Regions from separate parts of the Gossypium hirsutum genome. Here region 2 is linked to region 1. A link is a contact called in public Hi-C data. All regions are on one chromosome and are shown on one strand. Each heading gives the region's core, a stretch centred on a gene start, on an enhancer-like site or on the middle of the called end of the contact. The rest is flanking DNA. Distances are from core to core; before and after follow the strand shown. Region 1 overlaps LOC107903617 (transcription repressor OFP1). Region 2 holds the start of LOC107903572 (CBL-interacting protein kinase 2).

Region 1 (7,047 bases), core at 2,407-4,906:
AGAAGAGGTTTTTGTTTGGTATAAATATAAGAGTCATATCTTAAACACTTGTTTATCTTTAGTTTTGTTTATCTTTAAGTATACATTCGTATTGGCAAAACTGATAGTTTTAGTATGAGAATCAAGGTATCGAGGGGAATTTATTAATAAAGCCATATAAAATTGAACTAGTTCACTGAAAAGATTCCTTCACTTTCCCTGGAAAATTTGGACAACATTTTTTTTTATGTTAATCTCTTATGTATGTATGTATATATTCGTACAGTTCAGAGAGATCTGGGTAAAGGAGCAATGAAGACAGTGTACAAGGCATTTGATGAGGTCCTTGGAATGGAAGGGGCATGGAATCAAGTGAAGCTCGCCGATGTTTTCCGTTCACCGGACGAATTACAAAGACATTACTCCGAAATCCACCTTCTCAAGTACCTCGACCACAGTTCCATCATGCAATTCTATGAGTCGTGGATCGATATCAACTTCGTCAACGAGATGTTCACCTCCAGCACCCTTCGAGAGTAAAACCGCATTTAACTTAACTGTCAATCCAACGAAACCTTATTCGTAGTACCATTTTCTAATACGCAATCATACAGGTATCGGCAGCGGCGCCAGCGTGTCGATATACGAGTGATTAAGAACTGGTTTTGCCAAATCCTACGCGGTCTAGCTTATCCCCATTGCCATGATCCTCCAGTGATACATAGAGATCTCAAATGTGATAACATCTTTGTCCATGGTCACCTCGGACAAGTAAAGATAGGTGATCTCGGATTAGCCGCCATCCTTCATGGCTCGAAACATGCTCATTGTGTTATAGGTACGCCGGAATTTATGGCACTGGAACTATACGAGGAAGAGTACAATGAGCTTATAGACATATACTCCTTCGGTATGTGTATATTAGAGATGCTCGAATCCAGCTCAAATCTACAAGAAAGAGACTTCGGTGAGTTATTTATCGGTTTTGTTAACACGGAATTCAATATATGACATTTTCTTTTGAACTTTGTAAGTCATTCTACAAGGTTCGAGATGATGAAGCTTGGAGATTCGTCGGGAAGGGAAATGCCTCGACCATGTTTCGAAGAGATTGCATGCTTACGAGCTCTTGCTGAGAATTTGCTGAAGTTTCTGCCATTCCCATGTGTCTTGAGCCAAAAACAAAATATGTTAATCACTGCCACAATGGACCTTACTGATGATACAATTTTTCTCAAAGTGCAAATTATAGACAATGAAGGTACTATGGTATTAACTTGTTACTTTTGATGTGTTGTTTATAAGACCGATCTAAACCCGGGTTTTGTAGGTCATGCTCGGAACATCTATTTTCCGTTCGATATATAGTGAACGATACTGCCATCAATATCGCCTCGGAAACGGTGAAAGAAGTGGCGATTAGATCGGGAGCCATTGGAGATTGCTTATATGATTGAAAAGGAGATATCTTCCCTTATCCCAACTTGGAAAGACCGGGGATCCTATTGAGTTCATCACCGATACAGCTTCGAGTACCATGACGAAGATGATCGTAACGGAATATGCTTTAAGTTCATGCTTTGGTTTGATTGCAAATTAAGTGTTGAATAGATCTATTTATTTAAAGATCGGGTTAATCGCTCAAGTCTAAAGTCCCGTAAAAATGTAACAGGGTTTAAACAAAATAATAAAATCTAAAAAATATTACGCTTTGACAAAAAAAAAATAGATTGATTCAAAATATGGGTAAATTTTGATAAAATTAAATGATGAATTTAAAAAAAATAAATAATGGCAAAAAAAAATTGAAGGAAACTTGAAGTTCAATGAAGCTTCACAATAATTAATGATGATGTTGTCGGTTTTGACAGTTCATATTTTAGTTAAAATGTCAATGTTTGGAGGCACTGTTTAAATTTAATGATTTAACACATTAAAGATTGCAATTCTTATATGTTTATTATTATTTAAAAGTTTGAGTACCGAGCTCCAAGTGACGATTCGACGATCGGTACAATGGATCAGTACCCATTGACAAGTAGAACATACCTTAGATTCAAGTCAATCTGATGGTTAATGTCGAAAATTGGAGAATAATATTGTTTGGATTTTAGCTTATATATTCATAACGTTCAAAGTTGTTTAATGAAAAAAAAAACTCAATTGTAGAAGAGAAGGGAAGGAAAGCTAGAGTTGGTCATACAACAACAATTTTAACATCTCAGCAACTTAAATGAAAACTTTAGAATAGTTCAATGACTATTTTATAACCTTTTGAAGTTGAGTGACCAAAATGTAAACTTACTAATAGTTTAATGACCCTGGGTGTAGTTTACCCTTTTTTTTGTATTTTTATATCAAATATGGAAAAATAAACACATAATATGATTTGAACCTATGAAATTTTTATTTTGCCCAAAGCCTAATTTCAATTTTATATTAAATTTTTATTAATATATTTGTTACATAACTTTTTAACTTAATTATTATTAAAATCTTTGATTGAGTTGATATTATGACTCACGAGTTAACCATACATGAACTCAATTAAAGATGACCAAAAAATGAATTTATATTCAACTTTTACATAAATAAAAAATAAAGGGTATAAATAATATTTAACATAATTCAATTTAACATATGAAAAGTGTTAGAGATTAATTTTTTAATTTTTATAAAGTAGAGGGATGAAATGCAAAATTATATATATGGAGTAGCTTGTAGAAAAGGGTAAAATTAAAGGAAAAGCCCAACCAAAATCATGGGTAGAAAGATTTTGGTAGTAACATGGTGATTTATATCAATATCAAAGTGTCACCCATCAATTTATTACTTTGTCAAAGAAGTCCACCTAAATTAATTCAATTCACACTTAACAATTTTAATGGCCATGTTGGGGTTCCTAATCCACTTGACCCCCCCCAAGATAATAAGGAGTTCGTCTAACTCGGATCTAAGGAGCTACCTTACTCAAAGGGAACGCCTTATACGATATTGGGTGATTGTCATGATTAGATCATGTCTTACATCAACACTTATTTCTTACATGCTTGTCTCTCAAGAATTGCCAAGTCACGGGCTATGGGGTCAAAGCCAGAAAACTTTTCTAGTCAGCCAATTATAAAATTACGAGAGGTTAAAATATGAATTTATCATTGCGTCAGTTTAAAACTTTTACAATTTTTGTAAGGACTACCAAGTTCTATCATGACTTAACTACTAATTCTTGTTAGCAAGACACAGATCTAAGAAAATCTACATCTAACGCATTGGCTAACATTACGTACCAAAACTACGCCAAAAGTTTCCTAAAACTTCCCATACCTCTCCAAATTGACTACAACAACAAGAGACGAATCCAATGGGACAAGCAGGCAGGGGTCTTGGCCTCGAAAAGTGAAAAAATTTCACTTTACCCTCAAAATATAAAATAATACACGATAAACTACATTTAGACGTCTCAAAATTTTCTAATTCAATTCTCACCCTCAATAAATTTTCAAAATTCACTCCTGAAATCACTCGACACCCTCGTGCTTTATCACCAGGTCCTTAACCAAGTGTTGGTATTGTAAGAAAAAAGAGGATGGAATTGGCAATAAAATCCAAAATTTGGTAGTATGTGTGTTGATTAGATGTGTATAGATTCGTCGTTTGTGTTGGAAAGACATGGAGAGAAAGGACATCAACATTGCCAAACGTAAATAATAGAGACAAGCTAAAGCTAACTTCTTCAATCTTAGATTCCCCCAAGATTTTTTGTCCCCCACTCGTGCACTTCCTTCTTTGTAATAAATCCAAGTTTTTATTTTTATTTTTATTTTTGGACTGATTTACAATATTAAATTCAGTGAAGCAATTAGATTATACAAATTATTACCATTTTCGTAACACCCAAAATATTGTTGAATTACTTAAATTATTACAACATTGTAATTAATTACAAAACATGACTCCATGTGTATCTCGTATTGTTTTCTGTAACACGCGAAACATTTTATTACACTTAAAATTACTCGTAGTCCATTCCCAACCCTTAAATAAGAAGATACTGCGCTTCAACACACTCGAACTCATATCCTTATGTATTAGCAACAATGCTAATACCAATCAAATTAAGACTCAATCAACAATAAATAATTACACTTGAATCCGATTATTACGTAATTTTTCAAACATCATAAATCTATATTCATATTATTAGGATCAAATTTTAGAATCCACCTCAAAATTAACGTGTGTAAATTTATATAATGATTATCACCGGTGGGGAAAGTGATTAAAGTCAACGAATAAAGCAAATTAGCTGGAAAAAAACCGCAAAATTAGGGATTATGAACAGAAAAAACCCTATTAATTACCAAAATCTAAATTATTTTATTATAAGATTAAAAATAATTTGATTATATATATGATATGGTTTAGGTAAAACCAAGCTTCAATCTCTTTCTCTCAACCCTTAAATAAGAAGATAATGTGTTTCAGCGTACTCGAACCCACGTCCTCCTGTACTGGCAACAATGCCCATGCCAATCGAGTTAAGACTCAATCGACTCACCTATTGTAATTTTATTTAAATATATTTAACATTATTTTCCCCCATGTTTAATAAAAATTAAATGCCTACTCTCTTTTCATAAAGGATAAAAGGGAAAAAGGAAAAGAATGGTAAAAGCTTATGTTACCATGAAACAAAAGAAGGATTCAATTGCACAAAGGCATGCAAAGAGTTCTCAAAAGCTTCATTAAAGATATTGACTTATAAATTTGTAGGAGGTTAAATGTAACTTTATATTTTTGAAGGGACTAGATAATATTTTCATTGGGTAATTTTATTATATATTAATTTATAATTTCATAATTTATAAAAGGGTTTAAAAGTAATTTTTTTTTTCAAATTTGAGAGGTTAAAGTCCCGGTCGCCTCTTTAGATTTGCCTGAAAAGAGAAGTAAAAATTTGAATTTAAATACAACTTTGATCCAATGTGTAATCTGATACAATTATATACATGAAACTTGAATTGTGGTTCATATGTATATACGAAACTTCGATGTTGATTCAACTATACACGTTTAAAGAAATAAATACATACATTTATTTTCATATTGGGTTAATATAATTACTCGTGCGTGCAATATTTCAACGTAAAATAGTGCTAATTTAATAATATTAATCAAAATTTATATACGACATTACACATTTTATTAAAATTCATATATGAACATGAACATGAACATATTACATTAACATGAACATAGGCCCGGATTTCAAGAAACATGTTGGCTTTTGTAATAACCGAAGCAACTTTAACTTTATTTCAAGAGATCAATTTTTCAACTTTAGGTAAAGTTCTATGCCTATATCCTCCAAGTCCAACCAAAATTAAAAATTATATATTTAAAAAAAAAAGAAAAAAAAAGCATTGAGGCTTTAACACAGTGCAGAAATTTGAATTCCACACCACTCAAAATTTACTTCATCTTGAATATTTTATAAATGTATGGGTTAATACATTGTTTCGTACATGAGTTTAGTTTGGACGTTCAATTTGGTACCTAAATCAAACAACATCACGTGGCTGAATGAATATTTGGAACAAACGTAACTCAAGTATAAAATTGAAAGGGTTTGGGTACCGAATTAGAGAATACGAAATTGAATATTAAGGCTAAATCAAGTACCAAATATTATATCAACCCTATATGTATGTATAAATTTGAAACGATGTGGGGAAAGAGGACATTTTGGGTGGAGAAAAAAAAGAATAAAGGAACAGAAGCCTTGTGGTTAAAGACTATCTTCTTTTAGAGCCCAAAACACTGATGGAAGAAATTGTCAGTAAATTGTCTCATAGGACATTGTTTGAGGGACCCCTTTTACAATTTCAATTTCTATTATTTTTTTCACCATTTTCCATGTATCTATTCACAGTTTCATCAACAAATTTTTGGGTGTAGCATAATACATATTAATGTATTTTTAAAGAGAAAATTTGGGTTTAAATATTGGAGATGATGGTGTTGGTGTCAATAATTACAAACTCCGAATGAATTAACCATTATGGGCATGCGAATGATAAAAAAAATCAAAATTGGGAGAGATCGTTGTTTCTAAATTACTTCCGAATTTTAAAAATATCAATATGATATAAATCAAGTCATTTTATCAGCTCAATGGTAACATTCGGTGAAGCGACTTTAAAATGACATTTTGTATTTGTGTCACGCTTTTTACTACTATTTATTACCGTTTGAGTTCTGTTATTAGTTTCTTTACTTTATGAAAGTTGTGAATTTAATTTATACTTTAATTTGGTCCGTTTTAGTCCATATACTTTTCAAATTTTAAAATTTCAATCCTTACCGAACGATAATTGTGAAATTCATTAAATTTTGTTATTTCCAAAATCTAATGCAACAAAGATATCATTATATCATGTCAACTTATTATTTCTACATATTACTCATGAAAAATTCAGTTGATGGATTAATGACTTTCATTTGCGTCAAAACTAAAATTTCAAATTTTGAAAAAATCTCGTATATGACTGATAATTGAATTTAACCGATCAGAGTTAACTACTATTTTTTCGAGTCAGGACTAAACTTTAAAAATTAGAAAAATTAATGGTATTAAAGTATAAATAGTTTGCAAAAGAAAAGCGATTAAGGGAATTAAATTACAGAGAGTAATTACAGTAAAACGTAGGCTAAAATTGGAACCTCATAGAGAACTGTTGTTAGAATAAACAGTCTTCATCCACCGTTAAACATCATCGGACATCGATCAAATCGAACCAGATTTGCTTGAAAACCTTGATGATAATTTCATGGTATTCATCGGAATTGAGAGAAAGGTAACAAGCAAGCAAATCCTCCAAATCCTTAGATGCTCTAATATTATTCTCCATTATCATCTCCACCATTGATTCCCTAAAATCTCTTTGAGGATCGACCGACGATTTCACCACCGCAAAACTCTCCGATAAGCTCCTCCTCGAACTTGAACTCGAACTGTTCGACGAAATGCTTCGCCGAGCATGACCCTGAACTAATCTCCTATTCGCA
Region 2 (7,047 bases), core at 2,527-5,026, 36 kb after region 1:
GATCAGGTAAATAACTCGACATTCCTTTAACGTTTAATTCCCCAAAATCAACCTTCAATGTTTTGTTATATATGTGATATACAATATTTTTGTGCATGTTTTATGAAAAATGAGTTGAGAATGCTAACATTGTATAATTTTGAAATATCTAAGTGCTATTCTTTTTTATACTTAAATTGGATTATTTGATTATTTTTTGAGAAATATGTTATTGAGTTATTTCCTTGTATGCTATGTTCCAACCTTGTAATGGGGGTTAAATATTGGTTATATCGACATGTATTTTGTGCTTAGAAATCAGTTTCAATTGTGTCACCGATTTAGAATAATGGCTTTTTATTCATTGGTATCGCGGTGAATTGTAATTTTTGTTCCAACCCACTACCACACTACAATCAATTGTGATTTTTTTTACCTTCGTTAAGGTTAAAGGTGACCATAACCATAAAAAGAGTTAATTTTTATTTAATGGTATTTTACTTATTTTTGAATTTTTAAAAAAAAAAATTATTAATTCGTCTTTATTATACGTTTTGATATGAAATATGCTTTGAATGATTTGTTATATATTATTCACAAATTTAATATTTTGTCATCCCTTGGCTGACAAATTTGTGTATTTTCATGTAATGATATTTGAACCGTGTCGAACCGGTTGGATCGGGGTATTAATTTGAAGAAAGTTATTAGACTGATTGACTTAAGAATCATTATGAATTGGTTGAACCAAGTAAAAAAATTAGTTGAACTTTTTTTTTCAAATATTTTTAATGATTTATTTAATCGAACTGGATGCATTGATTGGATTGACAAACCAGAGACCTAACCGATTTAACCAATAGTCCAATTTTGAAATCCTTATTTTTATGCCTTGGCATATTATTCCATGTTTAGGTTTAATTCGCTTGAAACTCGGTTCAAACTCGAACTAGTATCATATATATATATATTGAATGTGTTGTGGTACTCATCGTAAAGACTGAACTCAAATGTGTAGTGTGCAACAATTAGTTCAAGCTCATCTATTTCAAGCTCCAAATGATTCAAACTCGAAATATTCTGAATTTAAAATTATCTTAATCTTTTGAAACTACTTAAACCCGAAATGATATTGACCTTATAAAGTCTCAACACAAGAAATCGAATATCAAATCCAAATAATCTAAACTCATAACGATTCGATCTCAAAATGAACTAAATTGGAAACAGATTTAAAATTAACTCAATTCAAACTCAAACCAAAGATGTGATTTAATTTTAGTACTTGTACAAACCTAACAAGAACCAATCCAAACACAACTCACAAGTCTAGTTTTATTACACGAACAATGCATACATGCATATGTATATATAGCTTATTAAGGAAGAAGATAGTTTAAAGTGACTTAACATGGTGATGATCATTATGAACTCTGAGTTGAAACTACATGAAATGGTTGCGACTCGTGATGTTGCTCCTCCGTAGGTGGTGGTGGCGGCAGTTGTTGCGGCAGCGGCTCGCCTTGCCAAGCCCAAACGATGTCACTCAAAGCCGGTCTTATATCTTGTTGCATTACCTTTTGATACTCCAATGTATCCCCATTGCTCTTCTTTACCTCAACCAGATGGAAAAACGGTGTGATTTCGAATATTTCGGCATCGATCCCCAATACACCTTTCCGTCCTTCTTGACACCCTTCCATTTTCATCAACCCTCCTCCTTTCTTCTTTATTTTCAGCTGTAAACGCTTAGCAACATCTTCCAGTTTCGAAATGATGGTCGAAGCTGTTTTGTTGGACGTGAATCGGACCTCTTTCTTTTGTTCTTGTTCCCTGAATAAACCGGATAAATCGAAGCCTGCAGACAAAGAGATTATATCAAAAGCATTCAAGTTGCAAGGAGTTCCAGTTTGGAGTCCAATAGCCGGTTCTTTGACTTCAGGATCGACAAGTTCAGGTTTCGGGTCTAGCCCCTTACGGAACCATGGATTCTCCATTATTTTTTCCATGGAGATCCTTGTTTTTGGATTCGGATCCAAGATTTTCGATACCAACCTGCGTACATCGGGAGCAAACCAGTTCGGGAACTTGAACTCACCTTTCCCGATCTTACGATACATCTCCATTAGATTTGAATCCTGGAACGGTAGATAACCAGCCAGTAAGACATATAAGATTACCCCACAAGACCAGATATCAGCTTTGCACCCATCGTAGCCTCGTCTGTTGATCACTTCGGGTGCAACATAAGCAGGTGTCCCGCACGTCGTGTGGAGCAACCCATCTTGCTGTTTCGATTCAGCAAGAGCACTCAACCCGAAATCTGTAACCTTGAGGTTACAATTCTCGTCCAACAACAAGTTTTCCGGTTTAAGATCTCGATGACACACGCCTCGGCTATGACAAAAATCAACAGCACTGATTAACTGTTGAAAGTACTTTCTTGCAGCATCCTCTTTCAATTTCCCTTTCACTACCTTATTGAACAATTCACCACCTTTCGCATATTCCATAACGAAATAAATCTTCGTCTTAGTAGCCATCACCTCGTAAAGCTCGATGACATTCGGGTGTCTAACCAATCTCATAACCGAGATTTCTCGTTTAATCTGATCAATCATCCCAACTTTCAATACCTTCTCTTTGTCAACAATCTTAATAGCCACGTTCATACCAGTTTCGAGATTCCTAGCACGGTGAACCTTAGCAAAGGTTCCTTGCCCTAATAACCTCCCTATTTCATACCTTCCCATCAACACAACCCCTTTCGGTTCCATGCCGAATATAGTCCAAAACAACACCAGTCTATACCTTAACTAGTACTATATATCTCACCTAGGTTACCGACTAACCAAAAACCAACCTGAAAACCAGGAAAAGTTCAACCATCTTCACAAACATCATGCTTTGACATAACATGTTCCCTTAAATTTCTAGTCAAAATACCATTGAAACACAGTTGACTATACAAAGTTAAATGTTGACTTTCATTAGATATAGATAATAAGGGCAGTTCAAATGAAGCAATATCTTCATTAATCTCAAACAAATGGTGCTCAACTTTGAACCTCATCTTTCAGCATTCCCTGGTTTCCCTTGTGAACCACTAACCGGTTTAGACCAGACCGGACCAGACCCGGGTTTCGGATTTGGCCTAAAAAAGATGGGATTTTTCACCTGAAAAAAGAAGAAGAAAGGGTTTCAAACAAAATCTAAAAGATTGGTGCTTAATTAAAGATCAAATTGCATATGAAACACACAATTAAAGGTATAATCTTTGAAAAATCTAAAGGGAAAAAAATGAATCTTTATCTTTCTCATTGAATTGTAGCAAAGGGGAAATTTTTATTTAACATAAAATTGAACCCTTTGTTTTCAATATTATTAATTGAGTGGATCAAAGTTTATTTAATCCCAAAGTGGCATAACTAGTTAGCAACCATGAAACTACAACCTCTAGTTTCTAATCTTCACAAAGTCTCAATTTTCCAAAAAAAATAAAAAAAAGGAACAAAATTTAAAGATCTGACACAAAATTATGATACCCCAAAGTAATGAAAAAACTATAAACTCAAGGCTGAAAATTGTACCTTTAAATGGGTTTAGAATGTTTTCTTTCTTCACTTTATTTTCCTAGGAAACAAACAGAGGCGTGAGAAAATGAAAATGTGAACAAATGAACTTTTTTTTGAAAGGTCTATGAGGTAATGTGATGGGTTTTTATAATTAAAAAAAAGGGAAGTCTACCAAACATGAATATTTTATTATGGAAGATTTTTTTATTCGTCAACTTCAATCTACCCTTAACCCTTTCTCTAACCCTAATCAATATCTACTCAATTAAATTTGATTATATGTGAATTTTGTTGGGATTTATTTTAATATATGTTGGGTATGTTTTTAGTGTAATTACTTGAAAATCAGTAAATTATTAATATGGTATATTTTGATAACTGAACTAATCGAAATTAAGTTTTTTTGGTAAATTACACCCAAGATCACTAAACTATTATTAACTTTATATTTTGGTCACTCAACTTTAAAAAATTACAAAATGGTCATTAAATTATTTAAAAATTTTCGTTTAAGTCACTAAACTATTTGAAAGTTTTTTTTAAAATCACTGAGTTGTTAAGTTTTTTTATAAAAGTTTGGCTAATAAGCTCCAAGCCACAATTCAATTATTAGTATGGTGAATTAGTACCCATCGACGAGTATAAGAATATACCTTAGATCCTAGTCGATTTGATGACTAGTGTCGAATATAGGAGAAGAAAGTTATTTGGATTTTAGTTCGCAAATCGTGACATTTAAAGTTGTTTCAAAAAAAAATTAAACTACAGAAGAGAAGATGAAGGAGAGCATTCGATTTTAGCACGAACAGAGAATGGCATATAACGATTTTAGCAACCCACTAAAAACTTTCAAATAATTTAGTGACGATTTTATTATTTTTAAAGTTGAGTAACCAAAAAGTAATCTTACTAATGATTTTGTGGTCTTGGTTGCAATTTACCCTATTATATTTTTCTTTAATATTGGAAAAGTTATTAAATTTTAAATTTGTTAATTTAATTCTTTTTTTAGCAGCCATGTGAAGATTCGGTGTGACAACTGTAGGAATCAACAAGCACCAACCATTGAACGACGCGTTGCATTTCCCTGGGTACACAGAACTCAGGTGTTACCTTCCTCGGGAAAAACTCGTTTGCGAGTTACAACTAGAGGAGCTGTCATTAATCATGTTTCGGAGAGATGCATCAACGGCCAGTGGTTATCGTGCACGTGTCACTAATTCATTAGGATCATGACACGCAACGGGGATTTGAGTACTGGTGGGTCCCACATTGAGTGTTGTTGGTTTTTTGGTATCTGGCAATCTGCCCGTCGTTCAATGTTCAAATATTGTCGTCCAAGGAATGTTTGGTGTATGATTTTCTTATTTCATTACAAATTATTATATCTTTCCTTTTACATGTCAAGTCCCTTTTGTCCTTCAACTGTACATATTTTAATTGGAATAGAATCGAATTGTATTTTGTCTTTTTTATTTAAAAACGAATAAATTAATCTTTATATATTGTGTTAGATAAAAAAATGTATTGGTCTTTTCTGTTAAAATTTTATTTATTTCTACGGTTAGAGAATGGCGTTACTGACAAAATAACTAACTAACTAATTATGATATGTCACATATACCTCATGTTGATGTATAGAGACCAGATTTCAACAATAAAAATTGATGGAATTTTTAATAAAATAATTAATGTACTCTTTGATCTAACATATAGAGATTAATTTGACTCTTAGTACAATGGCCTCCATGGTACTTTTACATTTAACTAGTTTTGAGTCAAGTTAATTTAGGTTAGGTCGGTTTGAATTTTAATTTTTTTTTGGTTCAGAGTAATTTTTGGTTTGGACCAAATTTGAGTTGAAGTTCAAGTTTGAGATTTTTAAGTCAGGGTCTCAGCTCTCCTAAATTGGTAAAATTTCATCTAGGCTATTCAATTTTGTAAAGATTTAGCTATAAAAATACATAATTGTAAAATATATATAAGGTTCGATTGCCATGGACATTGTTGTCAGTATAGGAGGATGTGAGGTCAAGTTCTTTGAAATGCATTTATCCTCCTATTTAAAGGTTGAGAAGAGATTATAAGTAACTTTAGGCCTTTGTATAAAAAATGTATCACTAAAATTTACAATTAAATTTCGATCCCAATATAAATATATTTGGTTTTGCTAATGTTTTGTGTTCACGACATCTTTTGGTTTCAGATGTTTTAAATACGGATCATTAGAGTTTGAGTCCTGAGTTTTTTTAGTTGGACCACTAGGGTTTCGGATCCAGGTTTTAAGTTCAGATTATTAACTTTTATAATTCTTTAATGTTTGTATAACCTATATACTTATACTATTATTTAAGTTTTTTATTGAGTTGGTGTCACAAGTCAATCAGACATCAATTCGATTAGAGAAATTATGAATATATTCACTAAGCTTTCATTAGCTCTCTTCTCCAACCTTTGACCCTTTTTTATGTTTATAATGTTATTACATAATCTAAATTGTTTACACTGTTGACTATTCCGTTAAAGTGCTGACATAGATATTTTACACAACAATAAATATTTGGTTGAGATGCAATCTCGTGAGCCTGCCTTGTGCCTATGTGACCTTATAGGTCAATGCCTTTGATTAAGAATGGTCATATTACGAGTTGAAACACTTGTGAGCTCGAGAACCCACATATGCAAATCATTGGGACCACACACACACCTAACATGGACAGGATGTCTGTCGTCCACACGTCACACATATTCATTCCCCACACATGATAGTCCACACCTACAATAATAAGACATCAATTAACTGACTACATTTTAAGGAGTCCAAAACCAATATATAAATGACACAGGACTTCTTGAGAACCGTTAGAAACAGTTACTTTAAAAGCTTATTGACACAAGGAAAAGGGACCAAGACATCCCTCCTACTTTCGTGCCCTCTCTATTGAATAAATTGTTACAATCCCTTCCTTGTATCAACAAATTCATGTTTTAATAGTGCAAAACTGAAAACACCAAAGACTAGACATCCAAAGAACACACATACACAATCGTTTTGCAACGATCTGATTTTCGTCGGTGTCAAAAAACTTGATTCAGGGTCGAATTTCTTAAATTGGACCTTTTGGGAAAATTTTAATTGAGGAGTATACGTGTATAAGATTCGATGTTGAACCTTTTTATTTTTTTTTATAAATTTATTTATTCAATAAACGATTAGAATTAGTTTAAATTATTTTGACAATGTATTATCACACATTCGAGTTCAGTGATCGGAATGAATAAAATGTAGTAAATTATTTTTAAAACGGTAAGCTTGAAAGTTGAAATATGAATATGTGAACCACAAAAAAAAATTGAAAAAACCCAAATAGTATATTTTGTTTGTAGTGTTGTGTGATCCATTCTTTGATTATGATTGTAATATGTAAATATATACATGAAATTATTAGCATTGTATTGTGTTTGCAAATTTGGATACCTTTTATAAACGACG

Evidence for each region. A called contact is a pair of places that touch in the nucleus more often than the background predicts.
Region 2: a contact with region 1 is called in a Hi-C map of leaf, with 1.9 times the contacts expected there. The contact joins the promoter of LOC107903572 here to the enhancer-like site in region 1. A contact is called at or near these places in 13 of 34 Hi-C or Micro-C datasets (cotyledon, hypocotyl, leaf and 1 more).

The regions. Positions count from the first base shown.
Region 1 is chrD02:339,010-346,056 of Gossypium_hirsutum_v2.1, forward strand. It overlaps LOC107903617 (transcription repressor OFP1), which reads right to left. Exons shown (of 1, transcript XM_016829713.2): 1 at 6,582-7,047. The coding sequence ends at 6,753. It also overlaps the pseudogene LOC107906158. Among protein-coding and RNA genes, the nearest start is that of LOC107903617, 4.3 kb to the right of the region's middle. Within about 2 kb of position 3,657, at least 1 of the 9 cell types and tissues checked has an H3K27ac peak or open chromatin away from gene starts, as enhancers often do. A contact at or near this core is called in leaf, where this site is marked.
Region 2 is chrD02:374,432-381,478 of Gossypium_hirsutum_v2.1, forward strand. LOC107903572 (CBL-interacting protein kinase 2) reads right to left here and starts at 3,777. Exons shown (of 2, transcript XM_016829665.2): 1 at 3,570-3,777; 2 at 1,227-3,156. The coding sequence starts at 2,756. The coding sequence ends at 1,404.